2 separate regions of the Salmo salar genome follow, and region 2 is linked to region 1. A link is a contact called in public Hi-C data. All regions are on one chromosome and are shown on one strand. The core of a region is the stretch at or near the end of the contact, and the rest is flanking DNA. Distances in the headings are between cores, read along the strand shown.

Region 1 (3,719 bases), core at 677-3,176:
CAGGATGAGGGGCTCCACAGTAAAATAAAACAATGAGAGCTGCCCTAAACAACACTATACAAGGCATATTGTCATTAGAGAGTGGCATAAAGCAATCACAGGTGTTGATTGGGAGAGCTAAGACAACGGGTGAGACAACAGCGGGTAAACAGCTAAGAAAACAACAACGGGTTAATGGCGATGAATGGGCAGAGAGGGTCAGTTAGCTACACACAGGGCCTGAGTTTGAGGCTGGCCCCAAAAGAGGCCCAAACACACACACACACACACACACACACACACACACACACACACACACACACACACACACACACACACACACACACACACACACACACACACACACACACACACACACACACACACACTTCCTAAGGCAGGTGCTGAGAAATAGGCTCCCTGTGGCTCAGTTGGTAGAGCATGGTGTGTGCAACGCCAGCATGGTGTGTGCAACGCCAGGGTTGTGGGTTCGATTCCCATGGGGGGCCAATACAAAAAACAAATGTATGAAAATGTATGCATTCACAACTGTAAGTTGCTCTGGATAAGAGTGTCTGCTAAATGACTAAAATGAAGGCATCCGTTTGCTCTGCATTAAATTATTCAACCTGTGATTAATTATCATTTGGCCCCCCCACAATGGGAGGAGCTGGGGGAATTCCTCTGCTGGACAGCAATTTATAGATTTTTTCTTCCAACTGTAGAATATCTGAAATGGTTGCTACACTACACATATCCATTGTGTTTCTATTGACATTGTATAACAAAGACGTTTGCTACAGAGGAAGGTTGCTCGGTGCAGTGTGGTGGTCTATGAGGGTTATTTTTAACCATATCAAAACAATAAATAATTGAACCTGAGTAGCTCCACCCCCAGCCACTTAGGATCTTAACGATAGAGGCAGAACGTAGCAATTCAAATCGATCATTAGGTGACATTGAAAATAAGTTGAGGCAACAACTGACAATAAGAAGGGGGGGCAGTTGACTTTTTAGGTCTCTCAGTTGAGGTTACTCGACAGGCAAAGGCTACAACTCTCCAGACTAGCTGCCTGCTTTACATTCACTCCCCTTTAAACTCCTCTCATCATCAACCTCAGCTCTTTGATACAGGTCATGGCACCAATGTAACCGACTGGTTTAAACCCTGGCTGTTGATGCTCACCCCTCCAACTAGCTTTTGGTCTGAAGACTACAATGTTTTTTATGTCCCAGACAAGGTTCCTCATCATGTGATTCTATGAATCACTAAAGAATTGGTACAACACTAAGCAAGAGATGACAACAACTCCTACAACACTAAGCACACACTAAATATCTACTTTGGCTCACCAACAGGCAAAATGATGTCCTCATTCAAAAATAATAATACATAATTGACTCAGTTGCGAAGCACAACACTGTAACTGCTACATTTTGGGGAGACTGCGACTCATTATTTTGATACGTTTTCACGCAGGCAGTAGCCTTTCACACAATGGTCAGTTTGGCTATTTGTGTAATTCAATTAGCTACCATGAAATGTATTTGTCCAACCCCTCAGCTACCTAGGACTGCCCAGTAAATTAAGTCAATTTTGGTGTGCGGATAAAACGGGCTTGAGCCTTTGGTCAATCCAGTAGTCCTTTTTGAATTTATGATTTGAGAAATGTAAACCATCAGTTAGTGATAGGGCAAAAACCAAAACGTGCCCCCTTTGGGATCCCAGGGGGCGAGTTTGGGAAATGCTGGCCTAAATGGAGGACTTCAGTTTTTCCTATCTCAATTGCTTACATGTTTCTGAGGTCAGTAAACAAGAAGCGTGTGCGTTCCCCTTTAAGAAGCCCCCACCATTCCCTAGCGGAGGGAGTGTGAATGCATTCTCGAACAGCGGTTGAGGGGGAAAAAAATCCACCACCGGTCTGTTTCAAGTTCCCCCAATAGAAACTGTGCCTGATTTGTGGCCAATGTTGGAGATGTGAAAAAAAGGAGGAGGAGGAGGAGGGGGGAGGAGGAGGATAAGGAAAAACACTAAAGGGGTAGCTATGGAGATAGAACGTTTGGCTGGCTGCTTTCTTTGACAGGTGTTGAGTGGGGTAAAAGTCTTAAAACAGAATCCAGCATGTACGCTAAAGGTAAAGGAGCTGTCGTCCCTTCCGATAGCCAAGCGAGAGAAAAGTAAGTGAATTATGCACTATTTAAGAGTTTCACCTGGTTAAAAGGAATCTCCAACTTTCTAAACTATAGCTACCATAATGTATAGGTCTGTACATTACTCACTCGCTCTCCTGAGTGTTGTTTGCTCCCGCGGTGGTACGTCTCTAACTTTTTTTTCTTCTTCTACTTTCTCGTTCTTTTAGAGGATATTTATTAAAACATGATCGCAACATTATCGCAATCAACCGAATAGTTGTTCATTTGGGGTTATAAATGTATCGCTGTCTAGAATGTAAATATCAAATATAGCGCCCATGCAGCGATTGCAAGAAATAACGTAATTGCTACTTCGAACAACGATTTTGTGCATGACATTCTATTTTAGAAGATATGGAATCTAAGTATGTTGTTTTTCTGTAAGCAGTTGCATGCAGCATGGACGCAGACTCACATATTGTTTGAATGTGCAAAGTTTTGAGAGACGAGTTTCTAGGGATTTTTAAAACGCAATCGACCCATACAGTAGGTTTACTAGATATCTTCTCTAGACGTCTTATTATAGATTTCTTCTTACTCCATTCGTGTTAATGAAGAATTTGTGCTGGACATCCCACCTGAGCAAATGAACAGAAGTTCTGACTTGACTGTTAAATAAACTTTAGTTACACCTACGTAAACTTGTAAGCGTGGTATATGTAAGCAATGCAGCCTAACACCAATGTTAAGAGGAGTGTTACTGTAAAATGTTTGAAAAGCCTTGGACTAACACTTACGAACAAAATAACCTCAATCCTTTTGAACTAATTTGTCCAAATATCAAAGTGTCTAATTTGTGAGGCTTTGAATATTAATAATGGCTATATCATAGTACAAGCTAAGCCTTTATCCTCTTTGGGGGAAGGCAAAGAAACTGCCATAACTTTTAAAGTGTCAAATTAACGATTTTGATTATAAGTGGAGGCACAGATTTTAACCAGTGCTTTGCATAAAGGCAACATCTTATGTACTTTGTTGCTTTCTATGCGACACAAGCTATTGTGTTGTGATCCTGATATGGTCATCACTTTGTTACATATTTAGCCTGCACACATGATGTAACGATGACTGTCACAACTATGAACCGAGTTTGTTGTCCCAAGATCACAAAGATAATGTGGAGACGTCGATCAAGGCACCTGGATAGCAGTGCTTCTCATGTTGCTTTTTTTCTCCTGCATGAATAAATACAGTACGTTTATCATGGAGAAACAGTACCTCATTTCAAACTCTCCTATGTAGGCTTTTGATGCTTATCCAGATGTTTGTATTTTGTTTAAAATACAGTACCAGTCAAGTTTGGACACACCTACTCATTCAAGGGGTTTTCTTTATTTTACTATTTTCTACATTGTAGAATAATAGTAAAGGCATCAAAACTATGAAATAACACATATGGAATCATGTAGTAACCCAAAAGGTTTTAAACAAATAAAAATATATTTTATATTCTTCAAAGTAGCCACCCTTTGTCTTGATGACAGCTTTGCATGCTCTTGGCATTCTCTCAACAAGCTTCATGAGGTAGTCACCTGGAATGCATTTAA
Region 2 (3,719 bases), core at 409-2,908, 82 kb after region 1:
TTACATTGTAAAGTGGTGGGTGACGCACAGCTAGCCTGTTGCCTGCACATGAATGGTGAGTGGGAGGCAAGCTTCAATTACAAGTAGAAGCTCTTTTTAATAGTGCACATAACTGTTTTTAACATGCGATTGCATTTTCAATTGTTGAGCAATGAATGGGCTTATAAAAGCCCCGTTTTGCTCCAGCAGCAACCAGCTGAGGATCTGCAGGAGAAATCCCACTCAAAACAGGTTCTGTATGCTATGCACGTGTGATAGTTGGGTTGGATAAATAAGAATGTAAGGTGAAAATTAAATGTTCTTTTATTTTTGTTATCACTCCTGTTGGCTCCCCCACGTGGGGGTTCATGCTCTCTGATTGGCTCAAAGTCATGTTGTTGGCCACTTACGAGCATTGCCATTCTACAAATAGAAAGAGCAGGTTTGTTGCTACTGGGTCGGCACACAGCAGGTACCGCTTTAGTTCTAGCAAGAGAAGGAACAGCCTCCAACTGTGATAAGTACCTATCGGCATTCTATCGGCAGTGAGATTCTCTGTGCGTTTCATTCTTTACAATAATAGGCAACCAGGAGATGGCCAAGCGGCTATTAGCTCATATCTGGCTTGGCTAGTATGTTCTATGATGGCTATGGCATGGTTAGGATATGATGTTGCTGCCATATGATAGTGCCATGTGTGTCCCTCTCCCTGGTACTGTGCGTGTCTGGGATGATGTTCTGTGGTATCTGGCTGTGGGTGAGGAGTCTTCCTGATGGAGCCCTGGCTCAGGCCCTGGCCCTGGCATTGACACAGCCCCACTGAGCAGCCTGTCGTCGTCACGCCACGGATCAGCGGCTGGCGACCTTATTTTAGGCGACACCAGGTGCCGGGTGTTTAGTGCTTGTTACATGATCCAGAGCAAATGTGCAGGGGGTCCATGTGCGACCCTGAGGGATAGAAGGAGAGAGTAGGAATAAAAGTGGGACTGGTCCTGTGACTGGGTCAGCCTGGTCTGTCTGCTGGAGTTGAGGAAAGGTCAGAGATTGGGTTGAGGTGCCAGGAATAGGGGTGTGAGATGCCTGGGTGTCTGCAGGCCATGTGAGCCCCCCAGCGGGGAGGCCTGCCCCACCCGGCCCACACACCGCCCTCCCAAACCCCAGATCAGCAGAACAATAGCTGGTCAAAGAAGGACAGTTTCATCCCCCCTCCTTCCGCTCTCTGTCCCTCACATCTTTCTCTAGCTCTGTTTTTCTCTCTCTCTCTCTGCCCTCATCTCTAACCCCTCCTTTTTCTTTCTTTCTCTCCTCTGTCCAGCACGCACAGATTCTCGCTCCTCTGCGCTCCCTCTCTCTCCCTCTTTCTCTGCCTCTCTTTCTCCTCTCTCTCTCTCTCTCTCTCTCTCTCTCTCTCTCTCTCCCTCTCTATCGTAAACACGATGCTTTCTCGATCTGAGATGCCTGAGGGACAGAGCACAGACAGGAGCTGTCACCATGACAACGGCTTCTGTGAGCTGCCTGACACCCAGACTCTATTGGCTGGGGGTTGGTGGTGGGGTGGGGGTGGGGGGGGGGTAGGAGAGTGGAGGCAGACGACCCCATTTCTCCTCCAGGGACTCTGCGACCTGCTCATGTTCACATGCAGAATTAGCATAAAGAGAGGGAGAAGGAGGCAGTCTGGGCACTGTGTGTTAAAGGGTGTGGGGGCGTGTCCATAAGGGATCTCCCCTAGGTCCTAGTGGCCATGTCTATTCTTGGCCAGACTGAAGCCAAGAGACTTGTAGTGTCATTTTAGAAGCTGTGATATGTTATTTTATATAGGCCTAGTATATGAATCATACATCAGTTTCAATGTACTGTAAGATGATACTCTCAAAGTGCCTTCTAGCGCATGCAGTTATCTCTCTCTCTGCGTGTGTGTGTGCGCGCCTTCGTGTGTGTTTGTTCACTAACTGACCCCTGCTGACTGTAAAACAAGCGATGTCTCCATAGCATTAGTTGGCCTATGTGCGTTTCAACAACAGTAGCTTGTGAATGGCCTGCTCTAGTCTCCTCAGATCAGCCCTCTGAGTCCCTCCTCCCCATCCCTCTTACACACCCTTATCTGGAGAAGCATCTTGGATCAGATCTAAACTCGCTGGATTACTGGGGTCCCACTGTTTCTCCCTTTCAAAGTTAAAGACCCAATGTTCTGGGTGATGTTTTTTCTAGTTTTGTGTAACCCTGGTTGTATGTGCTGCACCTGCCAATTCTGTGGCTAGCTGTGAGTTTGGGCTGAAAGATCTTGCGTTCATTGATGAAGAAAAAATGGAAGCCTTGACTTCTGAAATACCACCATGGTTCTGATGTGACGTGAGGCCAGAAACCAAGGACTGACTCTGGTTCTAAACAAACTTTTGCAGCCCTAAAATGTGTGCATTCCTCCTGAATTAATATCATTACGATTGTTTGCATTTCAGTTTATTGCATTTGATCCAGAGAAACCTGGAAGATCCACTTTTCTTAAATTTCATGAACACCTGTTCATGAAACTTTCTTAATTGATCTTGCAAGATTAAATTCAAAGCACAGAGGCAATGGTTCTGACTGAGATACAGTGGACTGTTGATGTGGCTGAAATCTTTTCCGTGTTTGCATTACCTGCGGAATGGCTGTGAAATGCAGTGCACCGTGTTTATGTGGAGTTTGGCAGGCTGCCGCCTCAGCTCTAAGTGAACATAGCTAATAAACTCTGTATGAAAGAGGGAGAAAAGAGAGCAAGAGAGATGAGAGGAGAGTGAGGGGGAGAGCGAAGGAGAGGAGAGGAGAGTAAGGGACTGGAGGGAGAGGCAATGAGAGGCAGGAGGAGGAGGGAGAGAGTGTGAGATCAGGGCGGTCTGCCTCTCTGTGATCACTGACATATTTAGACTAATAATTGAGGAGGGGGAGCATGTGGCTATGAATACGGTCCCTTGTGTTGATCTGTGTCTGTGTGGGCTCATGTCTTTGCCTGTTTGTTGGTGTGTATCCATACACCCTAGAAGGAGTAAACGTCTCTAGCTGTGCCTGAAAATGCGTTTCAGTATCCCTTTCCAGTAGGCAGCAATGTACTGTGTCACAGAGAGAGGGTCAAAGGGCGGTTGCTACCAAATCAAAACCAGAAGTTGAAAAAGAGGCACAGAGAGGGGGTCGCAGCACTGCTACAGGACAGCCTGTGGGGTTGGGGAGGTAAGGCCCAGGGGTCGGATGGGAGAGTGGCTGGCTGGGAGGAGGGGTGCTGTTAGAGGGGGTAAAATACTGAGGAAACCGCTCAGAACAAACCAAACAGGAGTAAACCATAAGCATGTTTCACTCCTATGAATCCCCTCCGCTGAGGAGTCTACTGGGCTTCTTGGCCAGCTACTGGAGCCCCTCTCACAACAAAAGTAATGGGGGGGTCTCTCACTCACTCTCTCTGTCTCTCTCTCTCTCTCTCTGTCTCTCTCTCTCTCTCTCTCTGAGGGAGCATGATAGTGGTGTGCTTTATGCAGGGTGAGACATTTTTCTATTAAGATGTATTTATTTATGGTGAATCTGGTGCAAGTTAGCCCATGAACATGCACACGCATGTTAAGAGGTGCTCTCTGGAAATCTTACCACTGCCCTCTCTCTCCTCTCCTCTCTTCTCCTCTCACATCCCCTCTCCCTCTTTATGATCATCTTGGTAGGTAAATATTTACCAGATAGTGCCCAAATGGCAGTTGGAACCCAGGAAGTGTCAGGGT

Evidence for each region. Hi-C and Micro-C count contacts between places; a contact is called where the count stands out from the background.
Region 2: a contact with region 1 is called in a Hi-C map of muscle, with 4 times the contacts expected there. The contact joins the enhancer-like site here to the promoter of ssbp4 in region 1. A contact is called at or near these places in 2 of 3 Hi-C or Micro-C datasets (gill and muscle).

Annotation. Positions count from the first base shown.
Region 1 is chrssa23:32,196,571-32,200,289 of Ssal_v3.1, forward strand. ssbp4 (single stranded DNA binding protein 4) reads left to right here and starts at 1,927. Exons shown (of 18, transcript XM_014169744.2): 1 at 1,927-2,157. The coding sequence starts at 2,102.
Region 2 is chrssa23:32,278,588-32,282,306 of Ssal_v3.1, forward strand. All of the region lies in intron 4 of ssbp4 (single stranded DNA binding protein 4), which reads left to right. Among protein-coding and RNA genes, the nearest start is that of LOC100194916, 40 kb to the right of the region's middle. Within about 2 kb of position 1,659, at least 5 of the 13 cell types and tissues checked have an H3K27ac peak or open chromatin away from gene starts, as enhancers often do. A contact at or near this core is called in muscle, where this site is marked.